2 separate regions of the Ovis aries genome follow, and region 2 is linked to region 1. The links are chromatin contacts, called in public Hi-C maps. All regions are on one chromosome and are shown on one strand. The core of a region is the stretch at or near the end of the contact, and the rest is flanking DNA. Distances in the headings are between cores, read along the strand shown. Region 1 holds the start of ZSWIM6 (zinc finger SWIM-type containing 6). Region 2 holds the start of SMIM15 (small integral membrane protein 15).

What was found. A called contact is a pair of places that touch in the nucleus more often than the background predicts.
Region 2: a Hi-C map of hypothalamus shows a contact between it and region 1, with 4 times the contacts expected there. The contact joins the promoter of SMIM15 here to the promoter of ZSWIM6 in region 1. A contact is called at or near these places in 8 of 16 Hi-C or Micro-C datasets (blood, hypothalamus, liver and 4 more).

Annotation. Positions count from the first base shown.
Region 1 is chr16:18,206,530-18,211,779 of ARS-UI_Ramb_v3.0, forward strand. ZSWIM6 (zinc finger SWIM-type containing 6) reads right to left here and starts at 2,724. Exons shown (of 14, transcript XM_015101288.3): 1 at 2,034-2,724. The coding sequence starts at 2,709. It overlaps LOC132657946 (a long non-coding RNA gene), which reads left to right and starts at 2,968. Exons shown (of 3, transcript XR_009596761.1): 1 at 2,968-5,250.
Region 2 is chr16:18,358,479-18,363,728 of ARS-UI_Ramb_v3.0, forward strand. SMIM15 (small integral membrane protein 15) reads left to right here and starts at 3,266. Exons shown (of 4, transcript XR_006056506.2): 1 at 3,266-3,295; 2 at 3,666-3,740; 3 at 4,565-4,698.

The DNA.
Region 1 (5,250 bases), core at 1,474-3,973:
AATTCCTGGCTTAAATGCAATCAGCCAAGAAACCCTCCCTGTGCGCTCTCCTGTCATTCCTCATTGCTTGCAAGCAGAGTCAAGCACAGAAGGGGGAAAAAAAAACTCAGCATTGCCAGCCAAGCCATAAAAACTCACAAACTAGTTTGTTATACTGAGATACCATGGATGTGCTTCAATCCATTTCAACCAGGCAGGAAACAAGGGGAGGAGGGGTATAACTTGAAAGAATGTTAAATAGATTTTTTTTTAAAGGATAGATGGATAGCCTCAGAAGTTAAACCCCCCTCCAGACATAAGGAAAGGGTGTCTAACCTAGAAAAGGCAACACTGGGGACGGCCTTTAGAAATAAATGACCATGCAGAAAAATCACGTTCCCAGATTGCATTTGAATTCAAATTAACCAGACAGGATTATAATTCTCTCTTGGGGCCCCACCCAGACCCCTACCCGACTCCCAAAGAGAAGGATAAAAGGAACTGACTACGGAAAGAGAAGATTAAATTAAAAATCAGAGACAGTCATGCTGCCAAATCTCTCCCCATTCATTAGGAACAGCGTTCACCACCACAATTTAAATAGACAGCACTATAAGAGGGGGGTAGAAAAAATACGCCCGTTTTGCAATCAGGAGAAAAATACGAGGAAAGGGGAGTTTCACTACAGCATTGTTCTTTTCCGTCTAGCTCAAACATCCCCAGCACTACAGCTGGAAAAAAAAAAAAAAATCTGACCAGAAAGACACATTGGAGGGTGGGGGGAGCGGGGAACACAGAGAAAGCTTTTAAAACTCGGTATTTGAGAAAACTCTCATGGTCTGTCAGAGAAAGAAGGGCTGTGCAGCTTTAAGTCCTTCTCTCGCCTTTGTCAAATATCTTCTACTTTACAAGCCCTGAAAAGAAATAAAGAGACTCTTTTGTTTGGTTTCCCCTTTTCGGAGGGTGACAGAAAACTGAAAGGGGCACAAATAAGCCTGAAAACGAGAACAAAGTGCGGGGTCGTGCCCGACTGCCAGGCGGCCGCGCCGGGAGGGACGCGGGAGCCGACGCCAAGCCCCTCCGCCTCGCGCTCCGGCCGCCGCCGGCCACAGCTCCCCGCGGCTCGCACGCAGCCCTACCCGGCCCCCTCCCCGGTGCAAACCGAACTCCGCCGGCGGGAGCCCCGGGCACGCCGCGGTCCCCCGGTAGGGGGAAGAGCCAGCTGCCACGGGCTCGCACCCTTTGATTCGCGGGCGTCCTCGGGAGGAGAGGTCCCTCAGGAAAGGGGTCCAGCCTGACGCCCGCGCACCCCGAGACGGAGAGGAGCGGAAGGAAGGACATTTAAATCCCGGGGCGGCCGGCGGAGCTCGCCCGGGCCAGCCCAGACGCCGCAGCGACTCTCCCGGCCCCCCGGAACGCCGCGGCCGCCAGCCCGTCGAAGCCCTGAGGAGCGGCCGCCGAGTGGCATTAAAATGTATTTCCCTCCCCTCAAATGGAGGGGGCGGGGAGGGGGGTGCAGAGGAGAAAGACCGGCGAGTGACAGGCTAGGGGAGAGACGAGGCAGAGCGCAGAGCGCGGCCCGGCCGCCGGCTCGGCCCCGGCCGGCATTGTCTGTGCGGCCCGCGCCCCCTCCCCCGCCCCGCACGGCCCCACCACAGACACCCTCCGCCGGAGCCCGGCCGGCCGCCCGCGCCTTTGTCCACATTCTCCCCCCAACACGGGTCAGCAGCTCTCCAGGACGTGCTCCCCGGGAGAAGGGCGGGGAACGGAGCGGGCCGGGGGCACCCGACACCCACCCGGCGGACCCCGCGGAGGGGCGCGTCCTGCTGATTCATTTCCCACTCGCGCTGGCCCGTCCGGGGAGACAGGGGGCGGGGAGGGGCGGAGAGGAAATGGGCGCTTCGTTCAGAAGGACTGTCCCGGCCAGTGAGGGCATCGGGCGGGGTGCGGGCGCGCGCTGCGCTGAGGGGCTGCTCAGAGGGGAGGGGGCTGGCGTCCCCCCCCCCAGGGACTGACGGACGGAGAGACGACCCCGCGACTGCCCCGTGACTCACCGACTTGCAGGACGTTGTCTACGCAGCCGCTCTCCAGCAGCGCGATGCCCCGGCGGAAGGGCAGCCGTGTCTCATCGCCGCCGTCCGCCGGCCCGGCGGCCCCCACCGACGGGGCCCCGGCCCCGGAGGCGGCGGCAGCGGCGGCGGCGGCGGCGGCAGCGGCGGCGGCGGCCGAGGTGGCGGCCGGCGAGGACGAGGAGCCGCCGCCGCCCGCGCCGCCCGCGCCGCCGCCCGCGCCGCCGGGGCCGCCGCTGTCGTCGCCGGGGCCGCCCGCGGCGCCGCCGCCGGTGTTGAAGGACGAGTACATGCAGATCTCCCGCTCGCTGCGGGGGAAGGACCAGTAGACGATGCGGCGCTGCACCGGCTCCGGGATGCGCTCGAAGCGCTCCTCCACGCGCTGGAACGGCCACTTCTCAGCCACCTTGCGCGCCGCGATGTCCAGCAGCGACTCGGGGCTCTGGGTCTTGCCCGGCGGCAGCAGCCCCAGTGCTGCGCCGCCTCCGCACGCCGCTGCCGCCGCGCCGCCCGCCCGCGGGCCCGGCCGACAGGCAGAGCTATAACCGCCACCCGCTCCTCCGCCGCCGCTGCTGGCCCCGCCGCCGCCGCCGCCGCCGCCGCCGCCCGGCCGGCAGCAGAGCCGTTTCGCGGGAGGAGGCTGCTGTCCGCGCTCCGCCATGACCGCGCCGCTTCTAACCCGACAGCGGAAGTGCCGGGACCCTATAAACGGCACAAGGAAGCGCGACACGCACACGCCGCCGCGACGCCACGCTGCCATCTAGGGCCCGCCGCTCCTTGTACGGGCACAAGAGGTGGGGCCTTCGCCGTGACGTCGCGGCCGAGGCGGGGCACCGATAGGGGGACCTAGGGCCAAGGGCGGGGCCTATGCAAATCGCTGAGCTGAAACATAAATAGAGCACTCGGCGGACACGGGGGTAGCGGGGGCGGTGGGGTTGGGTGCCCGATGGGCTGTGAGAATGTCAGGCTGCTGTGACGCGGGGGGCGGGGCTCAGGCGGGGTTCCCGGGGGAGGGGGCGGGCTGCCAGGCATGGCCTAGGGTGCATGGGTCTCCGCGCCCCCTGCCTGCTCAACTTCCCCCTCCAATTCCCTGCTTCCCTTTGATGTCCCGCAAGTGTGGACGCGCCTCGTGGGTCGCTGCGGGGAGGGAAGAGTAGATGGGAGGTGAGCACGGGAAAGGGGTCCTGGTAAGTGGGGGGCGGGACCCTGAGTTGAGGCCCCACCCCCACCCCCGCCAGAGCCGGCCCGCCGGGGGAAAAGCCTCTGGGCGGAGGAGGCGCTTTCAAAACAAAGAAATGCGGCGTGGAACCCGGGGGACTGGGGTGGTAAGGAAGGCGGAGGAGGTGCGGCTGAGGCCGCCTGCTTCCCCTCCAGTCAGCCCAGAGGAACTCCCCCCACCCCCAGCCCGGGCTGCGGCGCCGGAGAAGAGGGAGGAGGCTGCGGTAGTCGGCTGTTTTCCATTTCACTTTTGCAGACCAAGGCGGAGAAGAGCACCAGCTCCGCTGCTCCTCTTGTCTGCAGCACGCTCTACCCCGAGCGAGTCTCAGCTTCCGCTCAGTCTCGGCTTCCAAGCTTGCCAAAGTGTCCGAAAACGCGCAGAGCGCTCGGAACCTGTCCCGCAGCTGTGCGACGCGCGTCTCGAGCTGGCCGCAGCCGCCCCGCCCTCGTGCGCCTCAGCCCCGCGGGCGGGGATGCCGGCTCCACGGCCTCTCTACCGGGACCCCGCTCCAGGCCCGGGCGTGCTCCGGCTCGAGGTGGAAGGCACACCCGGGTAGTGGATTTAGCAAACACACCTTTGTGAGTACACACGACACGGGCGCGCGCGCACACACCCTACAGGCGCGCGCGCACAGTCCAGCCGGCTGCAGACGGCGCGCCCCGGCCGCTCGGCGGCGGATGGTCGCTGGGAGCGCACTCGGTGCACCTTTGAGTCCACGGCCAGCCTCGACCCCGGGCTGCAGGGAGCCCTGGCGCTCGGGACGCACGCCGGGCTCTCTGCCGCCGTGGCGGCGCCCGACCGCCCCATCCTCCTGGGGTAAGGCTGCGTGGGGGCGGGCGGGCGCAGAGCGCAGCTTGCTGGGGCCGGGGCGCCGGCGAAGGCAAAGAAGCGAGTCCCCTGTGAGCCAGGAACGCTGCAGACATTGTTCTTCGTACTCTCCAGGGCTCGGTCGAATGTGGGTCCAAAACACAGCCTTAATTACCACGTTAGAGACATCCCTACTCTTTGCCCTGCCTTCTGTTTTTCCTGTAAACCGTGTCACTGATACTGTGGCTATTTTAGAAGATAAACCGTATCTCCTTTGACACGTTCGCATCTTTTAAGGTTATTGGCTGATACCCACATGCCTGCCTTGTTGGATTTAAAAAGAGAAGAGCGCTCCCGAGTTTTCAAGAAAATCGCCCACTCAGGGCCGAGGCCCGGGAAACCTCGAGCTCCATCCATCCAGGTCTTGGCTCTTCCCCTCTTCGGGCCCCACCAAGCCCCAGGCTGCAGGTCCCTGGGGGACCTGATGCTGGCCGACTTTCCGCAGCTGCCTTACTTGTTAGGAAAATTTTGGTGACAGTATGTTTTTGTATATCCATCTGGTATTTTTCTGGGCACCTCCTCAATGCTTAGGAAAAGGCCTGGGTAGAAAACTGGAAGACTATCTTACGGGCAAAAGGGAGGCGGAAAGGTTTTTCCTTCAGTTTTTCTTATTTCTGGATTTCTTTTTTAAAAAAATTTTAAATTTAATTTAAATATATATATATGATAGAAAAAAGTAAGTCAAAAGTAAAATGTGGTTTCCATTCTGTCTTCAAACACCACCATGATAGAACTTAGGCTTGTGTGATATTGTATAGATTACTAAGGATTTTCATACACATAAAGAATCTTAGAACTGGAAAGTCAAAGATGACAAAGCTCATATCCCCAGACAGGATAAGTGACTCATTCAGGCACCTACCAGGTGTTAATGGAAGAAATTAACTCATACCGAGTGAGAAAGTGGACTGCTTTGGAAGTGCCTACCGTTTAGAGATCTTGATTTTGTATTGAACCAACGAGCCTGGATTTCAGGCATTGTCCTACATGGGAGGAATTTCATTTAACTCTGTTCAAAGGTGAGTCCAGAGCCACCAGCTCAGCTTCCCCCCTTTGTAGTCTCTTAACTGAGACCAACTCTCCTGCTCTTGAACTGTCCTCCTTCCTCTGGTTCCC
Region 2 (5,250 bases), core at 2,016-4,515, 150 kb after region 1:
AAAAAAAGTCTTTGTGTTACTGAAATTTCCAAAAAATAATACTTTGGTGATGCTTTCATTGTAGGGAAAATAAGCAAGTAAGTGTTAGTCACTCGTTGTGTCTTTGCGACCCCATGGACTGCAGCTGGACAGGCTCGTCTGTCCTTGGGATAGACTGAAAGCAAACTGGCAGAGTATGACCCATTCAGAAGATGAGGCAGAAGGGAGGATGGAAGATGGAGTGAATCACTGATGGGTTGGTGTAATAGCAGTGAAAGTGCCCAAGAGAGAAGTAGGGATTAACAGAAAGGTCACGGATGTATGTGGGATGAAGAAGCAAATCAACTGGCAAGGTTGGAGAAAACCTACACCACACTAGCTCTTTGAGACATGCTGCCACCACCTGGGCAATGGGCAATTTGGAGTACGGCAAGATTTTCTTGTGATTATTAGTTAAATCAACAATTATAGAATAAAAAATTTACTTTCATTTTATGAGATCAGCATTTTGTCTAATCTCTGGAATTAAACAAGAGCAGGGCTTTTTTGGGCCAGATCTGTTTAGAACTCTGCTCTACTTTTTAAGTCTCTGGTCCCATATCTGTAAAACAGGTATAATACCATCCTGCAGAGTTTAGTCTCAGCAATAGTGATGAGACGCGAAGCAGCTAGACTAGTACCTGGAACACAGCAGTCAACAAATAGCCTTTAAACATTACAATTCTGCAGTATAATATCCCAAATATCACTAAAACCTATGACCTTTCTAGTTACATAAATGTGCCTAACAAGAAAATCTATCTGCATTGTGTCTTAATGGTAGGAAAAACTCATAAACTTAGGGAAGAAACCAGTTTTACCAAAGCCAAAACACAAATTGTTAAGCAGGTAAGAAAACTCTTAAAATCTTTAATTAAGTCGAGATTATTATAATAGAATCTTATGGAGGTTTTAGTCATTCACAATTTTGACATGAGTCAGGGTGAAATGTACCACCTAAGAGAGAAAGACTTAAACAGAACTAATGAAAGACGAGTTCTTACTTAATAATTATTAAGAGTAAAAAACTTAAAAATTTGGAAGGCTCCATTTTCAAACTATAATTGCAACAGAGTAACTGGTATGGATATGATGTGATATGCTACAAAGTAATTATTCTTATTCAAAGACAATCCTCATTAATTAAAGTGTCAGCTTTAGTTATTTCGTTTAAAGCTACATGAATGGCTAAGATTTTATTTCTTAAATAAAAATACAAGCAGACTTTATTTCCATGTTATTCTAAGTAAATTCTAAAAGACATCTGAGAGAACACTCAATTAAGAATGTTTTAAATAAAGAACAAGCCCTTATGAAAATTGGCCATGATGTTTCCCTTAAATTCCTTATTCTGCTGCTGCTTATGAAGCTGAAGTAAGAAAAATGGCCAAATCAAGTTTAATCAATAGAATTTTCAAGCTGAAAGAACCCCAGAGATAACCTAACAGCTTTCCACATACAAAAGAGGAAACTTTTTCAGAGTATCAAACCACCAGAGACAAGGCCTGTGAATCACAACTCACAAGCTAAAACTCCTGACTCTAGAAAGTAGCCTGCACCATCTGAACCAATCATGACACCACCTTTCATTAAGGCAAGTCAGGTAGCAGCAGGGAGCTTAGCTGTGGCAACTTCTACGCTATTTCTGGGCTTGTAGCCATTCCTGGAACTGGAAAAGGAGACCAGTAATATTAGACAGTGAAAGCCTGATTTACACTAGCGCCAAGGAGCTACAGACGCTTCCTTCTTAGGTGCCTTTCCATCCACTCCCATGCATTTCACAAGGGACACAGCAGAGCGAATTATTGGGGAGGCAGTCATCAGGAAAACTGTCTAACCATGATTAAAATAACACATACACATACTGGTCTCTGGAGTGAAGGATGTTAAAATAAATTCTGACCCTCTCCTGGAATTACTATTTGGGCAAGTTAAAAAAAAAAACACAAAAAACCCCACAAAGTCTTACTGCCAGCAAGTCAAGTTTTCTGTACACACAATCCAATGGCTGAGTCTGCTTTTTCTGGCTACTACAGGTACAGGCTAGGTCCAAGCAGCACAAGCTTTGAAACCATCATCCAAGTTTTCAAACAAGAATGAGTAAGAAAACAACTGCTACTAATACAACATACAAACATTAACATATGCCCAACAAACAGTATTTTAGATCATTAGATTATTTGCCAAAAGTCTGTTCCCTGGTAAATAATGGTTACTGTTGTTATCCCTAAACTAGTTATACATGTCACAGCCTGCTCCTCAAAGAGAACATTCTATAGTCTTTCAAGAATAAAAACCTGCTTTATTTGGCACACACCAGTGAAGAGGTCTTGCAACATTTGAAGAGGTAGTCAAACAGAGCAGCTCAGTGCAAGAGATCACAAAACTTGATCACCAAGCAAACCCGAGTTAATCTCTCAGTTCCTGTAGATTAGAAGACAATGAGAACTCACTCTTTCTGCTTGTTGACTTTTGAATCTCTTTATTTGTGCACTGAAAGAACAAGTACCTCTATGGGAACTCTATGCCCACACAGTTTGGTTATTTTTCAAGTTTACTTTGGGCAAATATCGATCATTCTTTTGTGAAGAGGTTCTTAAATTGAAAACAGCAAAAACTTCTTCACGCAGCATGGCTGCATTTCCCCCTTAGAAACAACGTTCAGTGGCTCCACCACGGTCCTGCTGCGCTTGGTCTCCTCGACGTGAGGCTTTAACTATCGTCCAGCCAGAAGAGGAGAGGGTCAAAGAGTGGATGTGACCCAGAGGAACTCGCTAGAATCCTTCAGGAGTCGCTGGGTGTGACCTTCACCTTGACTCTGGGCGGTTTGTGGGGACCAACTCCTTTCTTGGCCGCCGTTCCTTGGTCGGAGTCTCCGGGGGTCACGGACCTCACCCACCAGGGCCCTCCACCCTTGGCCAGGCTCCCGCAGGGGAGCGGCTGTTCGGATGACCTCGGGGGCAAAGGTAGGGGGTCCTCAGCGCTTCCAGACCGGCTCCCAGAGACCGGAGCTCACCCGCGCCTCAGGCAGGAGGCGCGGGCCTCGGGCTTCGGGCCAGACACCAGCCGGGCGCCGCCGCTCACCTCGAGCGGCCTCACCTGCCTCTCCCCGGAAACCCAGGAGCCGCCCCACCCTCCCCGCTTTCCCGGGACCCACGCAGCGATGGCGCAGCCGGAAACTGGCCCCGCGACTTCCTCAGGCCGGATCCGGGCGAGGGCCGGCCTGTGGGCGGGTTGGGAGAGTCGCGGCTTCCGCCTTCCTGCTTCCGGCCTGGAGGTGAGTCGTGAGTTGGGGTCCGGACCCATCGTCCCCGGCGAGGTGAAGGGGAGGCGGTTGGGGGTCGCTGCCGCGCTCTTGCCCCGGTGCTCAGCGGAGGTGGCTGCGGCGCCAGCGGCCCAGGGGGTGGCGGGGACGACCCCTGATTCCCGGGGACCGCCGGCTGTTCGAGCCCCGCCGGGCCCGCGCTCGCCGAGGCGGAGGGTCGGGGAAGCGTGGCGCCAGAGGCGGGCCACCGGGTAGGGCGAGGAAGGGTGAGCGAGGGGAAAACACGAGGAAAGGGAAGTGCGGGTGGCTGTGACGTGCCCTCAGCTTCAGGCGCCGTGCGGGTCTGATCCGAATATCATGCCCGGTGGATCCTTTTCGGAAGGAAGAAGAATAATATTTATTCCTTCAAGTGTGGAGGGCGCTTGCACCTGGGGTCCGAAATTGAGGTGCACGAGAGGTGTGTATCTGGTGGATGGTAACTCCTTTCTCTGTATTAATGTCTAAAACTCTGCCATAGCTAGGTCCTTCACTTCCCCCTTCCTCTTTATTGCAAAGTTCTTTTGCAGGTCTCTGACTCTTGCATTAGTTAATTCATTACTGGGCTGGAGAAGCTGAAAAACAGATGGGCATCTGTAGTGTCTAGTCTTCACTGTGTGGGTGGGGGCGTACGAATCGGGGTTGGGGGAAGGCTAGGAACTTTGTCTTCAGGTAAAAATATGAAGGAATTGTGATAGGATATAATTAAAAACCAATCATGGTAGTTTTGTTTAGGTAATGGAATTGTGAGTGACATACTTTGTTTTGCTTATCTCCGATTTTTCTGTAAAGGGCACAAATTACATAGAGACTAGAAAACCTTTTTAAGAGTAAAGCGTTGTTTGATTTTGAAATTAGTAAGGCCCTCTCTTACTAACTCGAAACAAACCTAACCCTGTAAAAATATAAAAAGTTCAAGAACTAGGAATGGATATGCTGCAACAGGTCAGTTAGCTTTTTATGAGTGAGCTTTCTAAATTTATTGTTGAAATAAGTAACTGAGTAAAATATTTGATCCCCAGTAATTAGGAGCTTTTTCCAGGGCATTTTGGTTGTGTAATTATGCCTTAAGATTAGAAAGAAATAGATACTGAATGTATTTAATATGCCAGGCAACTTGACATGTTATTTATAGGTTGCATATAGAGAATTTACAGTTTTAACATTTAAAATTGTATTATAATTTATTCCTTAAGGTTGTGACTTTACGGTTTTTCTTTTGTCTATTCTTTTCAACCTAACCAGTATATAGAATTTAAGCCTTCTCTCAGAAGTGTTTTGGTAGAGTTAAAGAAGACGACAGCCAACCAACCGTCATCTGAAATTGTGATTGGCTGATAATCCCAGGACAAAATTAGAGATCACTACTCAAGCATAAGGTACATGACTTTTTAAATCCCAGCTATTCTAATTCTCTACTTTGAATGGAGATTGACACAAACATGAAAGGTTGAAAAGTCTCTGGGGGCAAAATAGATGATATCACTCAAATCCACAACATCCTGATTTGCAAGATGGCCCTTCTTTACTAACTCACAATGGAACAAAAGGCATGGGACGTGTAATGGTTAATTTTCTCATCTGTTAAGTTTGTTCTCATTTACTATATTATGTCTTCAAAGCTGAAGGAGGGCATAAAATTGCATGTCATCTTTTGCTTTTCTCTCTTTGCATATGAATGGATAATATCATGGTTCCCTTACCTTCTTGTTTCATTTCGGAAACAGCCATCCGTTATGTCCCTTTCTCTAGGCATTTCACATACTCCTGACTTTCAGACACCAGATTTGATGATTGTACTTTTGCCTTGGTGGTTCAGAGGTTAAAGTGTCTGCCTGGAAAGTGGGAGACCTGGGTGGTTCAGAGGTTAAAGCGTCTGCCTGGAATGTGGGAGACCTGGGTTCGATCCCTGGTTCGGGAAGATCCCTTGG